Linked DNA regions of Muntiacus reevesi: region 2 is linked to region 1. Evidence: chromatin contacts called from public Hi-C data. All regions are on one chromosome and are shown on one strand. Each heading gives the region's core, a stretch centred on a gene start, on an enhancer-like site or on the middle of the called end of the contact. The rest is flanking DNA. Distances are from core to core; before and after follow the strand shown. Region 1 holds the start of KAT2B (lysine acetyltransferase 2B). Region 2 holds the start of SGO1 (shugoshin 1).

What was found. A called contact is a pair of places that touch in the nucleus more often than the background predicts.
Region 2: a Hi-C map of blood shows a contact between it and region 1, with 2.6 times the contacts expected there. The contact joins the promoter of SGO1 here to the promoter of KAT2B in region 1. A contact is called at or near these places in 2 of 3 Hi-C or Micro-C datasets (blood and muscle).

The regions. Positions count from the first base shown.
Region 1 is chr8:36,088,500-36,093,956 of mMunRee1.1, forward strand. It overlaps KAT2B (lysine acetyltransferase 2B), which reads left to right and starts at 4,002. Exons shown (of 18, transcript XM_065943591.1): 1 at 4,002-4,329. The coding sequence starts at 4,084. PP2D1 (protein phosphatase 2C like domain containing 1) reads right to left here and starts at 4,085. Exons shown (of 4, transcript XM_065942105.1): 1 at 3,611-4,085. The coding sequence starts at 4,085.
Region 2 is chr8:36,223,066-36,228,647 of mMunRee1.1, forward strand. SGO1 (shugoshin 1) reads right to left here and starts at 1,862. Exons shown (of 8, transcript XM_065943095.1): 1 at 1,729-1,862; 2 at 163-315; 3 at 1-79. The coding sequence starts at 301.

The DNA.
Region 1 (5,457 bases), core at 2,752-5,251:
CAATGTTATGAGAGGCTATCCAGGGGTTTCCAGCAGGGGGTTGTGGGATCAGGCTTGCATTTACAGTTTGAAAACTCAACTGTGAAGAGGGGATTGTGGTAGAAAGGGCAAAAGCAGACAGAGCAGAAGGGACGTTGTTAGCATGGGCGATAGGTGAGAGCCGTGGAGACAGAGTCGGGAAGGAGACGGCAGCCCGCTCCAGCATCCTTGCTGGGAAGTCCCATGGACAGAGAGGCATGGTGGGCGACAGTCCAAGGGCTCACAGAAGAGTTGGGCACGACTTGGCGACGAAACAGCAGCGTGGAGACAGAGATGAACAGACTGGAGACTGAGTTTAAGGAATAGAAAAATGGGGAAATGATGACATACGGCAGAAACCAGCGCAATATTGTAAAACAATTATCCTTCGATTAAAAACAAATATATATATATTTTTTAATGAGAAATAGAAGCTTTACTCTCAAAGGAGTCCCATGAAAGGTAACTCCATTTAGAAGCTGGCTGCAAATGTTTCTAGATCTTTGTTTTGCTTTTGCGTTTTTAAATGCACTGATTGGACACACACAGAATTGTGCTTGTATGCCAGCATGAGTTTCGTTTGTTTTTGGTCATGCCTTGAGGCATGTGAAATCTTAGTTCCTCAACCTGGGATGGAACCTGTGCCCCCTGCAGTGGAGGCATGGAGTCTTAACCACTGGACAGTCAGGGAAGCTTCAGTGTGAATTTGGTTTTAGTATAGATGGTATTGTCCTGTACAGGGTTCATTCAGCAGTATTTCTGGAGATTTACCTATGCTATTACCCTTGTATGAGAAGGAAATGGCAACCCACTGCAGTACTCGTGCCTGGAAAATTCCATGGATGGAGGAGCCTAGTGGGCTACAGTCCATGGACTTGCAAAGAGTCGGACAGGCCTGAGCGACTTCACTTCACTTTCACTTGCTTGTCCTTGTGTAAAGGTCATTCGGGACAGCTGCACACTATTCTACAGTATTTTTAAGCCAGAAGTCATTTCCAGTTGGAGACCTACTCCCTCAATCCCTTTTCTCCAAGCCCTTTCTTTCCTAATTGTGGCTTTCTTCCTTCAGCAAGTCGTGTCAAACTAAATAAAGAGGTAAACTGAGGCAAGCTAGAACTTACAGAAACTGAGACTACGTGGGAATAGAATAGGAATTGCAGTTTGAGGAAATGCAGATCCCAGGAGGCTACAGGTACAGGCAAGTGAGTTGGGCGGAGGGGCTGTAGAGGAGGCGGGGCGGGGCAGGGGGAGGGGAAGCGGGGTGCGGGGCGCAGTCCACCCGGTTGTCGGCTGGAGGACTCCTGAGATTCTCTGGCTGTTAATGGTCAGGAAGCAAGGCGGGCCGTTTGCAGGACCAGCCTTTCGGGCGAATCCCTGGCTCAATTCTTAAGTTCAACATTTCTCTCTTTTCAGGGCTCCAGGCGTGCGATTTCCATTTTAGATCATTGTCCTTCCACAGTTGTGAATTCTTTCTAACTGAAAACCTTGCCTTTTATTTTCTTGGTGCTCGCTTCGTAAAAGGACAGCACCCAGGTGCTTCCTAAATGCTCACAGAGCTTGATTATGTAGATGCAACAAGCCTCCTGGATCCTTTGCCCTTGAACTGTCCCTGCCTGGTGCTTACAACACATTTTGAAGCAGGCCTTGACACTGTGGGCCTTCAGCCTAAGGCAGAATGTCATCTGGGCGTTCTGAGCTGGGGAAATAATGAAAAATAATGTTCAGTGGATGTCACAAGCGATTCACCATTCCGACAGTGATGGTTTTCAGGGTAGGCCGAAATGAGGTTATTTTCTTCTGCTCCAAAACATCCTGGAAATAGCCTGCCTCCTGAATTCTGGGGACAGCTTGGGAGGGAGAGATGATGGGCAAGTTAATATTGATGCTGGGTTCCCCCCACTATTTTATGATGAAAATTTCAAACGTACAGAGAAGATTGAAAAATTGCAGTGAACACCCATATACCTACCGTCTAGATTCAACATTCCGCTCTACTGGTTTGATCATATATAACTATCTGTTCATCTGCCTGCTTGTCCCTTCACAGATGGATCAATCCATCTTTTTTTAAATGATTCTTAAAGCACACCGTGTATATCAGGACGCTGAGTCCCTAAACTTTCAGCAGGAGAACCACCAACTAGACTTTAACATTTATGAGTTTTAAATTTCTTTAAAAATATTTATAATTTTTTTAATATATGAAGGATATTTTTATCCGGTGAAAGGCACAGATCTCAAGGGGACCATCAGTTTAACAAATGCCGCCACGTGGAACCTAAGCCCCTCTCAACATCTGCTGACATCCTGATGTTGGACTTTGCTCATGGACTCTGCTCATGCAACCTTTAAGACATCCTGCTGAGACTGTCCTGATGGAACTAAAGTCTACCATTTCAGGCCTTCAGCTGGGGCTCAAGTTGGGAGGGGCCCTTTCCTTTTGTGCTGTCTAATGTCACTGGATTTACTAACTTAGAAAAAAAAGAGTTCATTTTTATATATCACTCTGTATTAAAAGTAGAAAGAACACAGAGAACCTAGAAAAAGGCTAGAGAAAATTAACTGGAAAAAAATGGGATGGGAAAGGGAATAATTCCAGGGAAAAGCACATTCTTGCAAGCGTTCTGGCTGGAGTTGGGCGAGAGCTATAAAGTATGCAAAGAATTTGATAACATGCACATTAATAGCCCATATTATGTAAAAATTATGACCGTTACAAAAGCAGGACACTTGTGGAGGGTCTTGAAATATAGCGCTGGGCTTTCAAAAGCTGCTTCGGAAAGGCCGACCAAAAGTGCACAACGTTCAAATGAAAAAAACTGAAACGTATTCTCCGAATTACTAACCACCACCCTCCTTGTCATCAACAATGAGACCGGTAGTCTGCAACAGTCTCAACAAAGTTGAAAACGCTGAGTTGAGCTTTTCTTTTTTTTTTTTTTTTTTAAGTTTGAGGCCAGAATCAACACATTCTTTTGGATGCTGCCTAATTGTTTTCATGGTTAATGTGCATGCTGGTGATATCAATTCTGAAAACTGTGAAACATTACAGGAAAGAAGGATCTAGAAAGGAGTACGGTTCTAACCCCCACCTGCAGAGATGAGCCCGAGCAGCCAACTTCTCCCTCTGCGTTTAGTTTTCATACGCACGGCGTTTCTTGGACGACCGTTCTTTCCACAACCAGCCCTTTCGAGCAAAAATGTTAGAAAATATCGATTAACCGTCTTTCCCTTTCTCTGCCGGATGGGATCCAGAGATCGCTTATAGGCTGGAAGCGTTCTGAATTAAAAGAGAGGGGAAGGCAAAGGAACTGCAAAGAGACACGCAAAACATCACGCCTGTATTTTGGTGAATTAGCAACAAAGAAAAGGATTAGCGTGGACGGGTACTTTTCAAAAATGTTTTTTTTTTTTTTTTTTTTTCTCGGGCTCCCGCTAGGGTGGAGGAAGTTGCCCGGCTCCGAGGGAGGGTGGACTGGAGCCGAGGGACGGACGGGGCGCGTCTCTCCCGCCTGTGTCCCCGCGGGGACGGCTTGGAGAGGGGGTGGCTGGCAGGTGCCCGGGGGCCCCCTCCCTCTCCACCCCCTCCAACCCCCCGGCGGGCCTCGCCCCCGGCGGGCGCGGGTCTGGGGCGCGGGGGCGGGCAGGCCGCGGGGGAGGGGGGAAGGGCCGGGGGAGGAGCGCGGGGAGGAACGGGGAGGAGCGCCCGGGCGGGCCGGGAGGAGCGCGGGGTCGGGAGGAGGAGCGCGGGGAGGAGCAGGGAGGAGCGCTGGGCCGGGAGGAGGAGCGCCCGGGCGGGCCGGGAGGAGCGCCGGGCCGTAGGGGGGGAGGCGGGGAGGAGCGCCCGGGCGGGCGGGGAGGCCCGCGGGGAGGAGGCCCGGGCGGGCGGCGGGCGGCGGGCGGCGCCGGCCCCTCCCTCCGCGAGCAGCTGCGGCCTCGGCGCGCGGCGGGCGGCGGGCGGCGGGCGGCGGGCGGGGGTCCCGCGCTCCGGCGCCCAGAGCCGGGCGGAGACCCTGGCGGCGGCCCCGGCCCCGACTCGCGGCGCCTGCTGCGCTCCGGGCCGGCATGTCGGAGGCGGGCGGGCCCGCGCCTGGGGCGCCCCCGCTGCCCCCTGCGCCCCCGCAGGGCCCCCCGGGCGCGGCGGCAGGGGGCGCGGGCTCCTGCGGGTTGGCCGCGGCGGGGGCGGCGGCGGGCGCGACAGAGGGCCCGGGCGGCGGCGGCTCGGCCCGGATCGCCGTGAAGAAGGCGCAGCTGCGCTCCGCCCCGCGGGCCAAGAAGCTGGAGAAACTCGGGGTGTACTCCGCCTGCAAGGTAGGCGCGCCGCCCGGCCCCCGCTGGCCCCGGGGCCGGAGAGCCGTCCCGGGCCGAGCCCCGTCGGGGGGCGCCAACCCCGAGAGGACTCCCCCCCACCTCCACCCGCAGGCGTTGCTCCGCGCCCGCGCTGCCCTGGGGCGCTGCTGCTCTGTAGGAGCTCGCCGGAGGCGCCTTCCGGGAGCGGAGCGGGTCCCAGGGAGCCCCTCTCGGGGACCTGCGCGCCCCCCTCGGCCCTCGTCCCCACTGGGCGGAGCTGGGTGGAAGCGGGAGCGCGACCCCGGACTCGGGGCAAGCGGGGCGGGGGTGCGGCCGCGGGTGCCCGGGGCGCTGCGCGGCGGGCGGCCCGGCGCCCCGTGCTGTTACTGGTGCCGCTGGGACGCCGCCCCGGCTCTCGGCTGTAAACAGCACCCCGGGCCCCGCTGCCCGTCCGGACGCGGCGCCGCCGGGGGGGGCCGTTGTCAGCTCGGCTTGGACCGGGTGACGGCGGGGCGGGGACGGGCGTCCCGGCCTTGCGCCCCCCGCAGACGCGGCCAGGCCGGGAGCTCGGGGTCGGTGACCCCGCGCGCGCGTCCCCCGGCCAGGCGGCTTCAGCGTCTGCTGGGGCTTCTCGGCTCCTGGGTGCGCTCCCCTCCGCGCCGCTCACGCCCTGTGTAGACCCTGCCCGGGTCAGTACAGGTTTGTCGGCTGGTGTAGCATCCACTCAGACTTGAGTGCGCACAGGCGTCTCCCGGGAGCCGCTTCCATACTGACTCGCGTCCGAAGGGCTGGGACGAGGCTGAGAGGCTGCTCTCAGGTGATGTGATGCTGGGCGGGTCACAGGCCGCATCCCGAGGGGCAACCCCAGTGCCACCCGGGACGGTATCGGATTCCTGAAACTGGGAGACAGTGGTGCTCCATGACTGGTGTTTCTGAAGGAGTGCAAAAGTGATCGAGTGGGGAGAGTGCTTCTTAGAAGGGCCCGGGGGTTGACTGCCAGGCGCGTAGATGGGTCAGAACAAGGCGGGGGAGCCGCGGGCGCAAGGCAGGTCTGCGCCGGGCCGGGAACCGGCCCAGGTACCCGGCGGCCGCGGGTTCGGAACCAGAGGGGCTCGGCCCGGCGCCTGTCCGCTCCGTGTTTCTGGTCTG
Region 2 (5,582 bases), core at 612-3,111, 130 kb after region 1:
AATTTGGACTTTTCATTTTCCAAAGCTAAGGCTAACATTCTGTTGTTGTCTTCGTAGTTTAGCACTTTGGAAGTATTGGCTGAAAGAAAATAAAAATTTCTTTTATCAGTAATTAAACCTAACCTTAAAAAGTGATGTATAGGAAACATGAAAATCTCTTACTGGTTGTTTGGCATGGTGCAATGATCAAAGACTTTCGTTTAATCTCTGTCAAATTTTTACTCCTTTTCTCTTTTATTTGTCTCTTTATGTCTTCAAGACTATCTTGAAAAGACTTTTTGAGGCATCTTTCCTTGGCCATCTTCTGCCCTAGGACTTTAAAAATAATAGAAATCATTTAATTTTTGAAGGGGTGGTATCAAATATAAAACAAAATTGAAAACATAGGTTGTCCATAAAAAATGATTAGAAGCTTTGTAACTGTAGAATCAGCCCAAAGTAGATAATCTGGTAATAATCTACATTTTGCAGCTTTTAAATTACATTAATATTTGTGGCATAATTTTATCCTCCTCAGGTACTTTATAGGAAAGATTTAATCAATAAGATTTCCAACCCAAAGAATCTGTAATATGCCACTTATTAATTCTGTAACGAATACTGAGGGCTTACTATATACTAGGCACTATGATGGTATCAGTATTTTGCTACTAAATACAGACTACTTTGCATGAACACCTTTTGCCCTACATTGTACTCTGCAGATCTTAAAATTACAAAAAAAATTCTTGTTTCCTGTGGCAATCTATATACATAAGTTTTCACTACAAAACACATCTTCATCTCCTCTGAGTTTGTCAAATATTTTCCAGAACCTTACATTTTCTTGAGTATTTTCTCCAGGCCTTCCTTATTTTCCTCTGGGTTCTTAAATACAGATATTGTAGATTTCATTTAAATATTTTCTTTCTGCCAATACAGATACAATATATACTGGCGTGTTTCCAGGACAGCCAGGACAACTATTTTTAAAGCGCTGACATTAAGCGGGATGTATAAAACACACTACCTACCACAAGGAAGTTTCTTTAGTTCAAACCTGGATACGTTTGCGAGCCAGACAAATCAGGTAACTAAGCAAGTTGGCTTAGTTATTTTAAAAGCACAGTCTATCTTAAAAACTTTCGTTCGTACATTAAATCAACTTAAAATTAAAAAGGAGATGAGCCCCGTCAGAAGCTTCCTTCCCGTCTGGGCCGACGGTCTTAAGAGGGGGTGTGGCGGCCAGCAGGGCTGGAGAAGAAGTCAAGACGGGGCCGCACTGAACTCGGGTTAGGGGTCTGGATTCCAAAGAACCAGGGCGGGAGCTCTCCACCCTCACCCTGTGTCGCCCCTGCCGCTGGGCGGCCGGGAGGATCAGCCAATGCGGCTTCTCCAGAGGGAGAAGCGGCCAAAGCGAAGGACGCCACCTGCTCAGGCTGCCGGCCTGCGGGCCCTTCTGCTCGAGCCTGGGTTTCGAGTCCCGCGAACGCTTCACCTCCCGGTCTCCGCGCGGCGGGAGGCTCAGTCCCCACTGAACAGACGAACTCGGAGAAGGGTGACGGGCGGGCCGGCCCCAGGACCGAGCTTCTGGCCGCCGAACTTAGGACCGGGAGACCCCGCGGCTGGGGGGGCGGCACGACGCCCCTGGGCCCGGAAAGCCGCTGCCCTTTCCCCGGAGAAGGCGAGCCGGGACGGGCGGGCGTGAGGCCCGCAAACCCGCCTCTCGCGGGACGCCCGGAATGGTACCTGGGCCACGGCTTCCGCTGCAACTGTCGCTCCGTTCACACCAGGCTCAGCGGGAATGCCCGGGCACGCGCGCCGGGACCTCCGGGACCCCAGCCTCAGACCTCGGATCGCGCCGCCGTCCGCGTTCAAACTCTCGGCCGCGCGCGCCCATTGGCTGGCGGTCACGTGACGCGGCGGCCCGCCCCCGGCGTAAGCGGAGCCCCGCCCCCAAGGGCGGTGTCCCCTGACGCGATCTAACCTGGACTGCGCCTTCGCGCGGCCGCGGCCGTTTCCCGCCGGGCGGAGTCAGTGGTCCGGCGCTTTTCGGCCTCCCGCTGTGAGGTTTAGGGGCGGAGCCACCATGACACCTTGAGGGGCGGGGACTTTAGGAAGGGAAAAGCTTCCGGTTTACTGGGCCCGCCGCCCATCTTCGAGGTCGTGCGCAAGGGCTCCCTCTGGCGAGAAGAGTCTTCTTGATGGTTTGCCGGCTGAAGCAGTCAGCCCACTGTTCGGAGGCCGTTAAAGGGGTGGGGTTTTGCAGGCCGGAGTACTGGAGTGGGTAGGTCATTGCTTTCTCTCAGGGTCTTCCCGACCCAGGGCTCCCGCATTGCAGGCAGATTCCTTGCCTCCGAGCCACCAGGGAAGCTTCAGTTAAAGGGATATGCAAGCCGAAACAGAGAGGAGCTTTTGGAGTAACCGGATGGATTTTGTTAGGGAGGTTGCAGACCTCTGAAATATTCAGGTCCAGGTTCTTTCTCTTTGCCCGTCAGAAAATGGCAATAGCATCTGTTGAGTTACTTGCCCAGAAGCCTGGGAAAATCTTCCTGATTATTTATCATTCCTTAGCTTTTCCGTGTCCTATTGGTTACCCACTCCTGTCAATTCTACTTTCTAAGTATTTTTCAGGTCCAAACTGTTACAGCCAAACCAGAAATGAGTGAAGGGCCTCTGGCACATACCAGCTAAGAGTTAAACAATGTTGCTTGTTTCTTCAGCTGTTACTGCTAACAAACACTTGTAGCTGGACCTGTCCTTGACAAAGCGGATTGCTCTTTGACTCCGTGTAGATTATACTCTGCACCTGGCCTTTTTCTCCCCCGGTACTCTCTCGTCAGTTCAGTTCAGTGGCTCAATCGTGTCTGGCTCTCTTGTAGCATTCTGTATTTCAGAAAGAAGGTAATGGGCCTATAACTTTAGGGATACCTGTCGCAGCTGCTGAGTTGCCTGATGCTAACTGTGGCGTTTTGAAACTTTGCAAAAAAAAAAAAAAAAAAAAAGGCAGGACCTTCATGAGAATATAAAACCTCTCCTTATTCTTGAGAGAGGAGGGCACAATTCTTGAGGTGCTAGCCTTCTGCGATTCCCTTTCGCCTGGGAAAAATACTGAAGCTACTCTTTTCTGTTCCCTTGAAGCTCTGTCTCTGTATTTCTGTTTGGCTTTGGTGGACAAGGTTTTAGCAACCAAACCTATTTTCCATCCCCTAATCCAAGCAACTACCTAATTTCTTTATACGAATTGCACTGGTACTTGCTCTGACTGCAAACTCCATTGTTATATTGTCAGGGTGTTTTCTCCAAAACGTGGGCTCTGACCTTAAACAGATTTAAGCTTTCTTCATGTTAGTGTGACCTTACCACTCACATGTTAATGTCAGTGACGGCTTTGTAGCCAATCAGCTACAAACTAGTAAGTTTAATAATTATATTACTCTAAAAAAGTGGAAATTTTAGTAACTAATCATACAAAAATGAACTCATTCATTCATGCTTTATGAACTTGATCTGTGACTACTGAAAGCTAAGCTTCTAACGACATCTAGTTTGAAGACTCCTAATTCACCAGAAGAACTGATGCTTTTGAACTGTGGTGTTGGAGAAGACTCTTGACAGTCCCTTGGACTGCAAGGAGGTCCAACCAGTCCATCCTATAGGAGATCAGTCCTGGGTGTTCATTGGAAGGACTGATGTTGAAGCTGAAGCTGACTCATTTGAAAAACTGACTCATTTGAAAAGACCCTGATGCTGGGAAAGGTTGAAGGCAGGAGGAGAAGGGGATGACAGAGGATGAGATGGTTGGATGGCATCACTGACTCAATCGACATGAATTTGAGTAAACTCTGGGAGTTGGTGAAGGACAGGGAGGCCTGGTGTGCTGCAGTCCATGGGGCCACAAAGAGTCGGACACGACTGAGCGACTGAACCGAACTGAATTCCCAGTTTGTTTCTTGCTTAATGAAATATTCATATCAAGTAATGATGTCTGAATTTTCTTTTGAGAATACTTCTGTGTGCAGGTTCTATATCAGTACTCTATACCTGGGGCCCCAGGGGGTACTGACAGTGCTGAGAGGCCTTTCTGGTTCCTTTGGGACCAAACTTGCTTTGGATATAGAAGAGCAATGGTGTTCTATAAAATATGAATGACTGAGGAGTGCTATTATTTTCTAACTGTTTTCTAGCCACTCTGAAAATGATGTCATAGAAGGAAAATGAAAGATAGGACAACTCATAGTTTTCTTTCAATCTCTATTTATTAGTAAGCTGAAGGTAAGAAAGTGTTGGTAGAATGTGCACATATAAAGAACTATAAACAGTTTGGTCAGTCTTGTGTGGCATTTCTACTCTTCTGGTAAGAATGAAATGCATACGCATGTACAAGCTGTGAAATATGAATTGTGTGATTTTGGTGACTCTGCAAATGCAAGTTAAATGCTCTTATATTTGCATTTAAAACTAGCATTGTACAGACAACGATGAATGGTAACATTCATGCTGATGCTTGAAATTTTAAATTTTCCTTTACTTAGAATGACATTGTATGTCAAATGAAAATACACATTGAGAAATTGATGCAGATACTGTGGAAGAAAGGTAGAATCTTTATATACATGCAGGGGGATATACATGCACATATACAATGAACATAGGGGCTCATTAATCTTTTTAAATTAGTGGGTTTTTTCCTTAAGAAAGTACCAGAAGTGGAATTGCATGATCGTATGGTAGTTCTATTTTTAATTTTTTAAGCCACCTCCATACTGTTTTCCATAGTGACTGCACCAATTTACTTTCCCACCAACAGTGTCGGAGGGGTTCCCCTTCCTCCACATTCTCACTAGCACTTGTTATTTGTTCTGTTTTTGATGAGAGTCATTCTGACAGGTGCAAGGTGCTATCTCATTGTGGTTTTTATGTATTATTTCCCTGATGATTAGTAGTGTTGATCATCTTGTCATATGTCTGTTGGACATATGTATGTCTTCTTTGAGAAAATGTCTATTCAGGTCTTCTGCCCAATTTTTAATTGGTTTTTTTTGTAATATTGAGTTGTCTGGGTTCTTTGTATGTTTTAGATATTTACTCCTAATCAGATATGTCCTTTGCAAATATCTTCTCCCATTCAGCGTTGTTCAGTCACTAAGTCATGTCTGACTCTTTGCTACCTCATGGACTGCAGTACTCCAGGATTCCCTGTCCTTCAGTGTCTCCTAGAGATTGCTGAAACTCATGTCCATTGAGTTGATGATGCCATCCAACCATCTCATCCTCTGTCGCCCCTTTCTCCTCCTGCCCTCAATCTTTCCCAGCATCAGGGTCTTTTCCAATGAGTCGGCTCTTCACATCAGGTGGCCAAAGTATTGGAGCTTCAGCACCAGTCCTCCCATTCAGTAGGGTATATTTTCATTTAGTTTCCTTTGCTGTGCAGCAACTTTCAGTTTAGTTTTGAGTTTTCAGTTTAGGTTTTCAGATATAGTCATATTTATTTATTTTTGCTTTTCTTTTTCTTGCCTGAAGGAGATACATTTAAAAAAATCTTACTAAGACTGATGTCAAAGAGTGCACTGCCTATGTTTTCTTCTAGGAGTTTCAGATCT